Linked DNA regions of Zea mays: region 2 is linked to region 1. A link is a contact called in public Hi-C data. All regions are on one chromosome and are shown on one strand. Each heading gives the region's core, a stretch centred on a gene start, on an enhancer-like site or on the middle of the called end of the contact. The rest is flanking DNA. Distances are from core to core; before and after follow the strand shown.

The links. A called contact is a pair of places that touch in the nucleus more often than the background predicts.
Region 2: a contact with region 1 is called in a Hi-C map of ear, with 2.8 times the contacts expected there. The contact joins the promoter of LOC100283974 here to the promoter of LOC100216939 in region 1. A contact is called at or near these places in 2 of 25 Hi-C or Micro-C datasets (ear and tassel).

Annotation. Positions count from the first base shown.
Region 1 is chr7:18,734,891-18,740,699 of Zm-B73-REFERENCE-NAM-5.0, reverse strand. It overlaps LOC100216939, which reads left to right and starts at 1,742. Exons shown (of 3, transcript NM_001143322.1): 1 at 1,742-2,461; 2 at 5,000-5,069; 3 at 5,192-5,540. The coding sequence starts at 1,769. The coding sequence ends at 5,068.
Region 2 is chr7:18,994,764-19,000,245 of Zm-B73-REFERENCE-NAM-5.0, reverse strand. LOC100283974 (40S ribosomal protein S2-like) reads right to left here and starts at 2,412. Exons shown (of 2, transcript NM_001374374.1): 1 at 1,551-2,412; 2 at 97-473. The coding sequence starts at 2,228. The coding sequence ends at 312.

The DNA of each region.
Region 1 (5,809 bases), core at 493-2,992:
GCTGGAAAACATCTTCAGAACAAACCATACACAGCTGATAAAGCGCGGTTCAAGTCAAGGCCACGTCTGCCGAGGGACGCGACCTCATCCGAGCCTAGCCTTGGGCGGGAACAGTAGTCTCGGACGGATTCACGCCTCGCCGAGGGTCCCCTCAGTCAGCAGACGCACCCTCGGCTCGCCCGAAGCCTAGCGTGGGCAGACTTTGTCGTGCAGCGACCTTGGCCAAATTGCCTTACCAACCGACTGTATCGCATGCGCATTTAATGCGGGGATCGCTTGACACCTTATCCTGACACGCGTGCCTCAGTCGGCAAGATCGAAGTGACCGCAGTCACTTCGCCCCCTTTACTGTCCGATCTGACAGGAAAACAGCGTTGTTCGCCCCGCTCCGGCTACTGTGCCAACCACCAGGATAAAACTGAGTCACGATCTCCCACGAGTTTGGCCTCGGGCGCAACAGGGAGCTCCGCCTCGCCTGACCTCAGTCCTCGGCCTCAGCCTCGGCCTCAGAAGAAGATCTCCACCTCGCCCGACCTGGGCCTCGGACCGACTACGCCACAGGGGATACATCATTACCCTACTCCTAGCTAGCTGCCTCAGGCTACGAAGGAACAAGACCGGTGTCCCATCTAAGGTCACTCCGGTAACAGGTAATGATGGTCCCCCGCGTGCGCCCATGACGTCGGTTGCTCTCAAACCCCCCTACGGAAGCAAGACAACGTCAGCAGGATCCATGCCGCGCCGACAGCTATGCTTCTACAGGGCTCAAGGTACTTCTCCGCCAGCCACGATAGCACATAGCTACACCCCCTTGTACAGCTGGACATCTCCTTGTATCTATAAAGGGGGATGTCCAGGGCCTTCCTAAGGCACGTCCTGGACAGACGTTGCAACACTGACAACGTTGGACGACACCCTCTCGCTCTCGCCCTCGCTGTCTCGCGACGCTTGTAACCCCTACTACGAGCACCCCGATGCGAGATAATATAAGCCATATTTCCCTCTTGTGTTCCATCTTGCATCATCCTATCTGGGCAGGGACACGCAGCAACAAATTTATTGGTCGGTTGACGGTCCTCGCGGGTTCGAAACGCCGAGATATATATATATAATATATTTATTTAATATTTGACAAGACCGCATGTTTCCAAACGTAATATATATGGTTATATTTAATATAATTATATTTGATATATATATATAATAATAATAATAATAATATGGTGCCAAACATAGGATAGAGTCTTCACACTAGAACCAAACAGAAAAACAGGGTGGCTCTGTTCTGATTGCCAAACACAGAATCGAGTCATTCCATATTCAGAATCTGGAATAGAGTCATTCCGTCCAAATAGGCTCTGGAACCAAACACTACTGTGCTGGTAAATGTTCGAATGATGCTTCTGTCCACATATTTTCCAGTTATCCTATTTGCTATTTTGAAATTTCTTTAACCATGCAGTTTATCAGCCACGGCCCACGGGCCCAACCTGACCGACATGGGCCGAGCTGGAGAGGGTGGGCGGCGGCGCCCGAACAGGTCAGATCAATAGTGCAGTTTTTCAGCAACGGAAAGAATCAGCCCGCCGGTTGCCAACAAGTCCCCCTGGGCTGTGGGTCTCTGACAAATGACAATCCTTTCCCCATCACTCTTGCAGCGTCCGCGTGTCAAATTCCTATTGGAGCCGGATCCTCAAGTTCCCAGCCCACTACGAAATTGTACCCATCCCCAACCAGATCCCCCGCTTCTCCCGCAACCGCGTCGGCGATGGCATCCGCGGCGGCGGCGACCGGCGACGGCGAGAAGGCGCACGCGCACCTAGGGCAGCCTCTCCTCGTGCCGCCGCAGCCCCCTCAACAACCCTACTACGCCTACCCGGCCGCCTCCTACGTGCAGCCCGCCCCACCGCCGCCGCCGGCCCCGACGCTCGTCTTCGTGCCGTCCCCCTGCTCCCCGATGCTCGTGCGCCTCCGCCGCCTGCGCCCGCGCCGCGCGTCCTGCCTCCGCCGATTCTGCGCGCGCGCGCTCCCGCTCCTCCTCTTCCTCGCGCTCCTCGCGGGGCTCGCCTTCCTCCTCTACCCGTCCGCCCCGGCCGCCCGCGTCGCCGACCTCCGTGTCGACAGCTTCCGCGCGCAGCCGCCCGTCCTCGGCCTCGGCCTCGCGCTGCGGCTCCGCGTCAGCAACCCCGGCTTCGTCCTCCCGCTCCGCTACCGCGCGGTCTCCGCCGCCGTCTCCTACCGCGGACACCTGCTCGGGGCCGCCAAAGCGTGGCCCGGGTCCGGCGAGCTTGCGGCCAGGAATGAGGTCTATGCGGATGCTGAGGTGTGGGTGGACGCCGGGAAGGTGCTGGATGACGTGATCGAGCTCATCGGGGACGTGGCCGCGGGGTCAGTGCCGCTTGAGATCGTATCTGAGGTAGTCGGCTCGATCAAGGTGTTCCGTTTCCACATTCCTGTGAAGGTAATTGGGTATTCTCGTCTTCTCGCGGTAGATTGTTACGGACTTTGTTATCCTCCCGTTACCAATAGTTTGGAATTGGGCTAGAGATTTCTAACACTTAAGGACATGAAATGCTATAACTTCAACATTTTTAGCTGTTGGATCTGTTTATAAGTATTAATTTGTAAGATCTAAGGATTTGAGTTAAGTTATCAGGGGCCAGATTCAACTCTTCTGGGCTTAGCTTATGCACGCTTTTCATTGTTTGAATGGTCTGGATTGCTGAACGGGATTTGCAATTTTGAATGTTTATAAGGACGTCTCTTTGTTCACCTAAGATGTTAATAGTGATATTGTTTCATTTTTAATGGTTCCTAGTTTTCGTGAATGATGATATTAGTTGTGAACTTGTGATTGAATCTCGATTGAAAAGAATTGTCAAAATTAGTGGTATGGATGCTTCATTCATAAGTGCATGACAGTGATAGCTCGGGTATGGAATGGACAGCTGGAAAATAGTTTTTTTATTCCATAGAACATGTTCCTAGCATTTATATGGACAGGACTATCATACATGGTGGTAGGCGAATATGGAATATGGTTCACCATCATATCTCTTGGTGTCATAGTTCTTTGGCTTGGCATTTCCATGTTAATAAAGGGGATTTATCAACCTTCTTCAATTTTTATCTGTGAGAAGAATCTAATTATTATATGGCCCTTAGTAACCAGGTTCCCGGATCGATGGGATCGAGGAACGGGAACGTGGTACGCGGAACGCTACAAAAACTAGGATTTAACACTACTGGAACGAGATTGTTCCCACGTTCCCGGAACGGAACGAACGTTCCCGGAACGAGGAACGTGGCCAAGTTCCCAGTTTCCGGTTACTAAGATATGGCCAATAATGGGTTATTGTCATTAGGCTGTTCCTGTATCAGATGTGAATCTGTTAATTTGCCCATAAATGTATTTGCTGGTTCTTTGGCTTGGCATTTCCATGTTAATAAAAGGGACTTATCAACCTTCAATTTTTATCTGTGAGAAGAATCTAATTTTTATATGGCCAATAATGGGTTATTGTCATTAGGCTGTTCCTGTATCAGATGTGAATCTGTTAATTTGCCCATAAATGTATTTGCTGATGCAAGGGAACTGTCAAAAAAAAGTTATTTATACCAGTACACATATGGAGCCAAAAGGTTTTGTAGTCCATTTGTAAAATTATAGTTTTTTTTTGCATGACTTTGTTAGTCTGTTTACCTCCATTATATATTTGTACAAACAACACAGTTTTTGTCCTGAAGTGCAGGTATAGCTCAGAGTATTCGTGTTGAAATATGGTTTAGTCTCCACATGAATGTGGCCTTAGGCAAGCTTGTTCTAACAATCAGGCTTGTTAAAAAATACTGTTCTTTTTCAATGACAATACAAATATGGAAAACTAATTATATAGATGTTAACTGCAATGAACAGTACCACAAATTGTCATTGAAGAATCATTAACATAAAGTAATCAATTGCATGATTTTGTTGGTGTGGATGGGTGAAGGAAAAAAAGGATTGTGGACAAATAAGAGTCATCAAAGGAACAAGCTGGCACCAGTGTTCAGCTAAACGATGGTAACCTGTTCTAGGGGGCAAACATAAATTAAAGGTGTGTGTGTGTGGGTGGGGGGGGGGGGCTAAGCACTGAGGTAAATGTTTTAAACAGGCTGAATGGCTGTCAACAGTTCAATTACTTACACACAAGTATGAAATATCTATATGGAAACATACTGTTAGATTTATCATCGAAAGTTGTCTCTCTTTTTTTCTCTCAATATATATACTTAAATATTTCGCTGAACATTTGATTAGGATAATGCAAAAGTACTTGTCCATGTAGGTAATTTACTATCTTCTCCATGAAAGGCGCCTCTAGATTTGTTAGAGCATAGAGGCATGCACTATTACAGTAGCTAGAACATGAGATTTCAATTCTGAAAGTTAGCACATACCTCATGTCACGTTTGATGGTGACATGTACAAGTGGGAACAGATATTCCAGATTTGATAACTAACTGATGCAAGGTTTGAGGTACCTGGAACAGATCCATTTGAAAAAATTGCGAGAATTGCTATAACACAAAGAACATATTCCAAAGAATTGGAATGTATTGAGCCATTAAAATGCAAAAACAGTGAGTATATAGCTCGTGAAGTATTATATGTCCTCTACTCTTGAAGTTTGTGTCATAGAAGCTACTGTTAGATGATGTTTGTACCTGATAAGGGAGCATTAGTTTGCTCACTCACCCTTTTTATTTCAATCTCTCGTGCTTCCTTAATGAAAACATAAATAGTAACGATCTATGCCAGAGCAGAATGCAGTAGGCACATTTCCTAATGAAGGGCTCTGGCCTCTTACCGTTTCAGAGTATTTATGTTTGCCATGTAGCTGTTACTGGTACTGTTGGTTTCTTAACGCAGCACCTCAATTTATATCTTCACGTTATTTCTTCATGCAATTCCTCGTGTGGGTCAAAATCAAACCTCTTAACACTCCTGCTTATCCAGGGGCTCATATCGTGCTCGGTAAGTATCAGCCCAGTGACTCAGGGAATCATAAGCCAGGATTGCTACTAAGGTAATGACCTTATGTTCTGTTACACATTTGTTACACATAATCCCATACTCTTGTCGATTTGGTGCAAGTTACAATTTGTGGTATCAGGATCACGTTACGAATCTTGCTGCTTTCTTCTGCAGCGCGAGTGTGGGAGGCTCCCGATTCCCGAGGATATTTTAAACCTGCAGAGCCTGCTCGATGGAACTGAAGTACTTACTATCTGTATATAATCTGGATATGGTGTTGTGTTTTGTGTAGGCTGGAATAATGTAGTAATGAGTAACGGATAGCATGCTGTTGGACCACAGGGGTATATGTTATCTTGCAGTACGTATCAGAACTGCCTATGTCTATTTTGTAGCTGGTGGGATGCCACCTTAGTATAGTTCCGTTCTCGAATATTTGTCGTCTGCGAGTTTATTTTTAAACTAAACCGTGACAAATAAAAAAGAACGGAGTAGTAAGTTAATCATGGTGTATGATTTTACTAGACTATGCATGATGTATGGTGGTGGTTGTGGCACGTAGCTTATGGTTTGTTTGAGCATTTGAATTGAAGCGTGCTAACTGAAATGAATGGATAATGGTCATCGGTCATGTTCTGAAATCTGAGTGATGATGGATGGATGTGTGCTACAGGGCACACAATGGTGTAGACTGTAGCGTGCCAAACTGGTGTTGTCGTAGATTTTGGCATACTGACGTCCATGCTGTGGAGCTGGCGAGCTGCCGCTGGTTCGAGAGTCCCTATTGTGTGT
Region 2 (5,482 bases), core at 1,163-3,662, 260 kb before region 1:
ACTATCTCTAGGAGCTTACCCATCCTCGTACATATTCAAACTCCACTCTAATGCAGAACAGTGTTTTTGGATAATCTATGCGTAGACTAGTGCAGATGGCCTAACACAGGCAGGACAGATTTTCATCACATGCGGAGTACAGAAAACAATAGGACATCTTTGGGGTTCGATACCCACATACGAAAACAACAGGACATCAATTATCTTGGGTGCATACCTTGGTTTCTCATCATAATTCAAAATAACATTTAAAATATGTAGCTAGTACAGAAAACTCTTTTCGCGACACTTGGAACAGTAAACTAAGACGTTCAAGCTTCCACTGTCTCGGTGGGAGCCTCGATCAGAAGACCCTTTGTCGGCTTAGCCAAGAGGTCGGTGAACTCCTGGAACGGGGTCTTGGCATACTTGGTCTCGGCCCAGAACTCAGGAGTGAGGAAGCCGTAGGTCTTCATCAGACAATCAAAGGTTGCCTGCAATTCGCAAGGGTGTGACATGTGCTATTTAGTTCCCACACTAACAAAATGAAAGACAGTCTACGTTGTACTGAAGCTATACTCAAATAGGGATCAGGTGATTAGCTATACCAGTACATTTAGGCATCAAATGATATGCTATTCCACCTCAAAGATGGTAAAAAAGAAACATGGAATCACAAACTTCACGGAACAAATAATCGTATTCAGACAAGAGTTCATTGGAATGGAAATCATGCAAAGCGACATTTAGCTTACAGACTGAAATTAGCTTCACTGACCGAAAAACAAGCATGAAAACATGAATGGAAGTCACAATATACGCATTGGCTGGACAAAAATACAAAATTTGTGAAAGAATATAAACAGGGCAGGATTTGCACTGTGCGTACATGGAATGATTCAGTGCATAATTTAATATAAATAACAGATTGGACAGAACAAAAAACAACAACTATGTATCAGTCATACACTGGTTTCATCACCATATGCCACAGGTAGTGTTATGGTAGACAACGCAGCACTGGGCAGAGCCGCCCCTGCTCCATGGGCTGTCACCGGACAGCAATAATTTTCTGTGATTTCCGTTGCCAATTAATGTTCACATGTGAAGGTGAACCATGGTGTAGTAGAGGTACAATCAATGGAACTTTGTGCTGATTCTGCCTCTGTGCAGCAGTGACCAAATAGCAATGACAACTTATTGCGATTCTATTTATATACTAACCCTACCAAGGAAGTTATACATGACGCAAAGCCCAAATAATAACAAGCCCCATTCAAATTTCAGTTCTAATAGAAGACAAATACAAGTAAACAACTACGCTAGGTAGCTTCGTAGTTACAAATATCAAAAGATTTGTAACTTTAGACTACATTTTTTGTCTAAATTTGTATAAGTCTAAATGTAGTATGAAGTTACAAATCTAGACCATAAAATGTTGTGATGGACACTAAAAATCTATCGAAAGATGCGCAGATAACATTAACTAAAAATGCATAGTGTGTAGAGTACCATAGGAAGCAAATAATAAGTAATAACACATAATTACACAAAGATCTAAACAGGTATACCTTGACGAAGTTACCGAGTGTCTTGGTGGAGCCACGGGACGAGGTAAAGACATCTTCAATGCCGGCGAACTGGAGGACCTTCTTGGGCACGCGGGCAGCGACAATCCCGGACCCCCTGGGCGCCGGCACCATGCGCACGGTGACGGACCCGCACTTGCCGGTGACCTTGCAGGGCACAGTGTGCGGCTGGCCGATCTTGTTTCCCCAGTAGCCCCTCCTGACGGGCACGACCGAGAGCTTGGCCAGGATGATGGCGCCACGGATGGCGGTGGCGACCTCCTTGGCGCACTTGACGCCGAGCCCGACGTGGCCGTCCCCGTCGCCGACGACGACGAAGGCCTTGAAACGCGTGCGCTGCCCGGCGCGGGTCTGCTTCTGGACGGGCGTGATCTTCATCACCTCGTCCTTGAGCCCCGGGACGAGGGTCTCCACGATCTGGTGCTCCTTGACCGGCAGCGAGTGCAGGTAGATCTCCTCAATCTTGTTGATCCGGTTCTCCTTCACGAGGCGCCCGAGCTTGGTGACGGGCACCCACTTCTCCTCCTCCTGCTGGCGGCCGCCGCGCCGGCCACCACGGCGACCACCACGGTCGCCGCGCCCGCCGCGACCGAACCCGCGGCCAAAACCGCCACGCTCGCCGCCGCGTTCTCCGCCACGCTCGCCGCCTCGCTCCGCCATAGCTGGGTGAGTGAAGGGTCCGAGGTTGCCGCCGATTTGGCGCGCTGGGAGCGATGTGCTGGGGAGCGGCGGCGCGAGGGTTTGGGAGGGCAGCTGCGTTGAAGCTGGCGGCGGCTTATATACAACGTGGCAGTGGAGAAAGGGATTAGGGTTTGGGGGAACGAGAAGTTGGACTGGGCCGTGCGGTTGTAATGAGCCGTGGAGAATGAGTAGATGGACTCGGGCGCCCAGTGCATTGGCTGTGCGAAGTCTAGTGGATTCCTTGAATGGATGGACAGTGGGCCAGAATCGGGTTAGGCACATTGTGGGTTGTTGGTATTCAATTAGTTATGTTGAGTGTGAGGCTATCTCTAAGAGTCTACCCATCTTATCTCTATATTCAAACTTCACTCTGTGTAAATAGTATAGTCTACATTATAACAGTGTTTTGATTGACTATATGGGTGAACCGTTGGAGACGGTCTAATATGGTCGCAGATATTATATTGGTATTTTAAACCTTTCCTTTAGTAATAGAGACATAAAAAGATATAGAAGATCTATTTATTGATTCTCTTTCCGTGACAATGCAAGCATAAATAGAGGTAAGAAAAACATAATAGATGAACTCTTCTTTTATTATCTATTAAAAAGGGCTACCTATCTATTATATAAGAAACTAAATATGTTTCTAGAGATATGTTTGGTATTGTCCCATATAATTCATTAGGGGTCGTTCAGTTTTCCACGGATTTGTGGCCCGGATTGATTGCCTAATTTATATAAGATTTGATTAGCGGGAACAATTTTGGGTGTATTCCAAGATAAACGAGCAAAGCCTTATAGAGTTTCTTAACACTCTCTGGACAAATGACATTACTAACTCATGCCTCCTTAAAACTCCAAAAAAAAGCAAAGGAAAAAATAAAGTGATTTTCAAGATCAAATGACATAGGCTAATAGTTAAGAGTGCTCTCCCTCTAAACCGTGTAGGTTTCTTAAGTGGCTCATCTCTATACCTTAAACTGAACTTTTGAATGTGATCACAAGCAAGAATTTGATGAATAAATTAGTCAAATTAGGATAGAAAAAATTATCTTAACTTGCACAATTTTCTTCACCCTTATTATAGAGTTAGTGATGATAGGAAAAAAATAGGAGAAATATGTTTTGCCATACTATTCTAATATAACATGTTTCTATTTGTAGATAAATGTGGGGCATTTGAGGTGTCAAAACCATACAACTCATGGATGTGATTACTTATCTGTTGTAGCCAAACACATTCACATGTGACTTCATATATGTAGTTACTAGACATCGCTACTAGTACGTGTTTACTTCGATTCTAGTATATAGCAATAGCACCAAAGAGAAACACAAAACCATGATGGGATCTAACATTAGGGGATCCAAGAGATATCCAACATCTACATATCCCATCGGATTTTGATCCTTTTATCTTGAGAAAACAGTCCAAGATCTTGGGTGGCGTTTGGTTCGTGAAATGTAACATAAATGGTAATGATAACGATTCACACTCGAATACGGACGATAACAAATTTGAATAATGTCGTATCCATTTGTAGTGTGGTATCGATTACGGTTAGACTTAAACAAACATGATTTAACGTTATTGGTTTCCCATTGCGTTACAAGTATGTGAACCAAACGGCACCTTGAGTGCCTTTGATGTATCTTAGTATAGTCTTATCACATGTCCAACGTATTCTAGATGTGTTCACACTATGCCTAGCTACCAAACTCAATGTGAATGCAATATCAAGCATAGTGCAGTTCGCAAGATACATAGATGCTCAAATAGCGAAGGGTAAGGAACTTCAAGTCCTAGTGATTCCTCATCACCACTCAAAAAAATTGTACAATCATTAAGGTCTTTAAAGGCCGAGCTTGGGCTAGATATCGAGTCAGCTCGGTTCGACCCAGTTTGAGCTTGTGAGAGCACCTAGAGGGGGGTGAATAGGTGATCCTATGAAAATCAAATACTTGTAGCCACAAAAACTTGGTTAAGTGTTAGCTCAATAGAATCAAGTGGCTAAGGACCAAGCTCTTGTGAAACACAATGGTCACGAAGAAAACAAGCACAAGAGACACGGTGATTTATCCCATGGTTCGACCCAGTATAACATTTACCTACTCCACGTTGTAGCGTCCCACTGGATGAGGGTCGCACTCAACCCCTTTCAAGTGATCCAATGATCAACTTGAATACCACTGTGTTTTCCTTTCTTTTACTATCTCCCGTTCGCGAGGATTCTCCACAACTTGTAGCCTCTCGCCCTTACAAATGATGATCACAAAGAAGCACGGAAGTAAGGGAGGGGAGAGCAACACACACAAGACTCAAAGCACGAGCACAACCACGCACACAAGCCACAACTTGAGCTCACAACACAATGCGAGGAGTTCTCTACTCAAATAGAGCTCAAGTCACTATCATAAAGAATCAAATGCGCGATAATGGAGTCTTGGTGCTTAGAGATGATCAAAGAATGCTTGGGTGACTCCTCCATGCGCCTAGGGGTCCCATATATAGCCCCAAGGCAGCTAGTAGTCGTTGGAGGCAATCTGGAAAGGCAATTCTTGCCTTCTGTCGGGTGGCGCACCGGACAATCTGGTGCACCACCGGACAGGCACTGTTCATGGTCCGGTGCAGATCGCCTTCCTAAAATGGCACAGCCGACCGTTGCAGAATTATAGCCGTTGGCGCACCGGACACTGTCCGGTGCACACCGGACAGTCCGGTGCCTCCTGTCGACCGTTGGAGCGGGCCACGCGTCGCCCGCGGATTTGGCGGCCGACCGTTGCGCTGGCAGCCGTTGGCTCACCGGACCGTCCGGTGAATTATAGTCGCACGCCGCCGATGAATTCCCGAGAGTGGCCAGTTCGCCAGAAGCCAGCCTGGCGCACCGGACACTGTCCGGTGCACCACCGGACAGTCCGGTGTGCCAGACTGCGCTGAGTCTTGGCTGCTCCAGCCAAGTCTTTTCCTTTTTCTCTTTTATCTGATTCTAGCACTTAGACAAATATATTAGTACACAAAAACCAATGTACTAAGTCTAGAATCATACCTTATTGTTGATTTGCACCTCATCCATCATTTGACACATAATTACTCACTCAATATGTGTTGGGCACTTAATCACCAAAACTATACTAGAAATGGCCCAAGGGCACATTTACCTTTCAATCTTCCCCTTTTTGGTGATTTATGCCAACACATCAAAAAGCAACAAATAGAAGTGCAACATCAA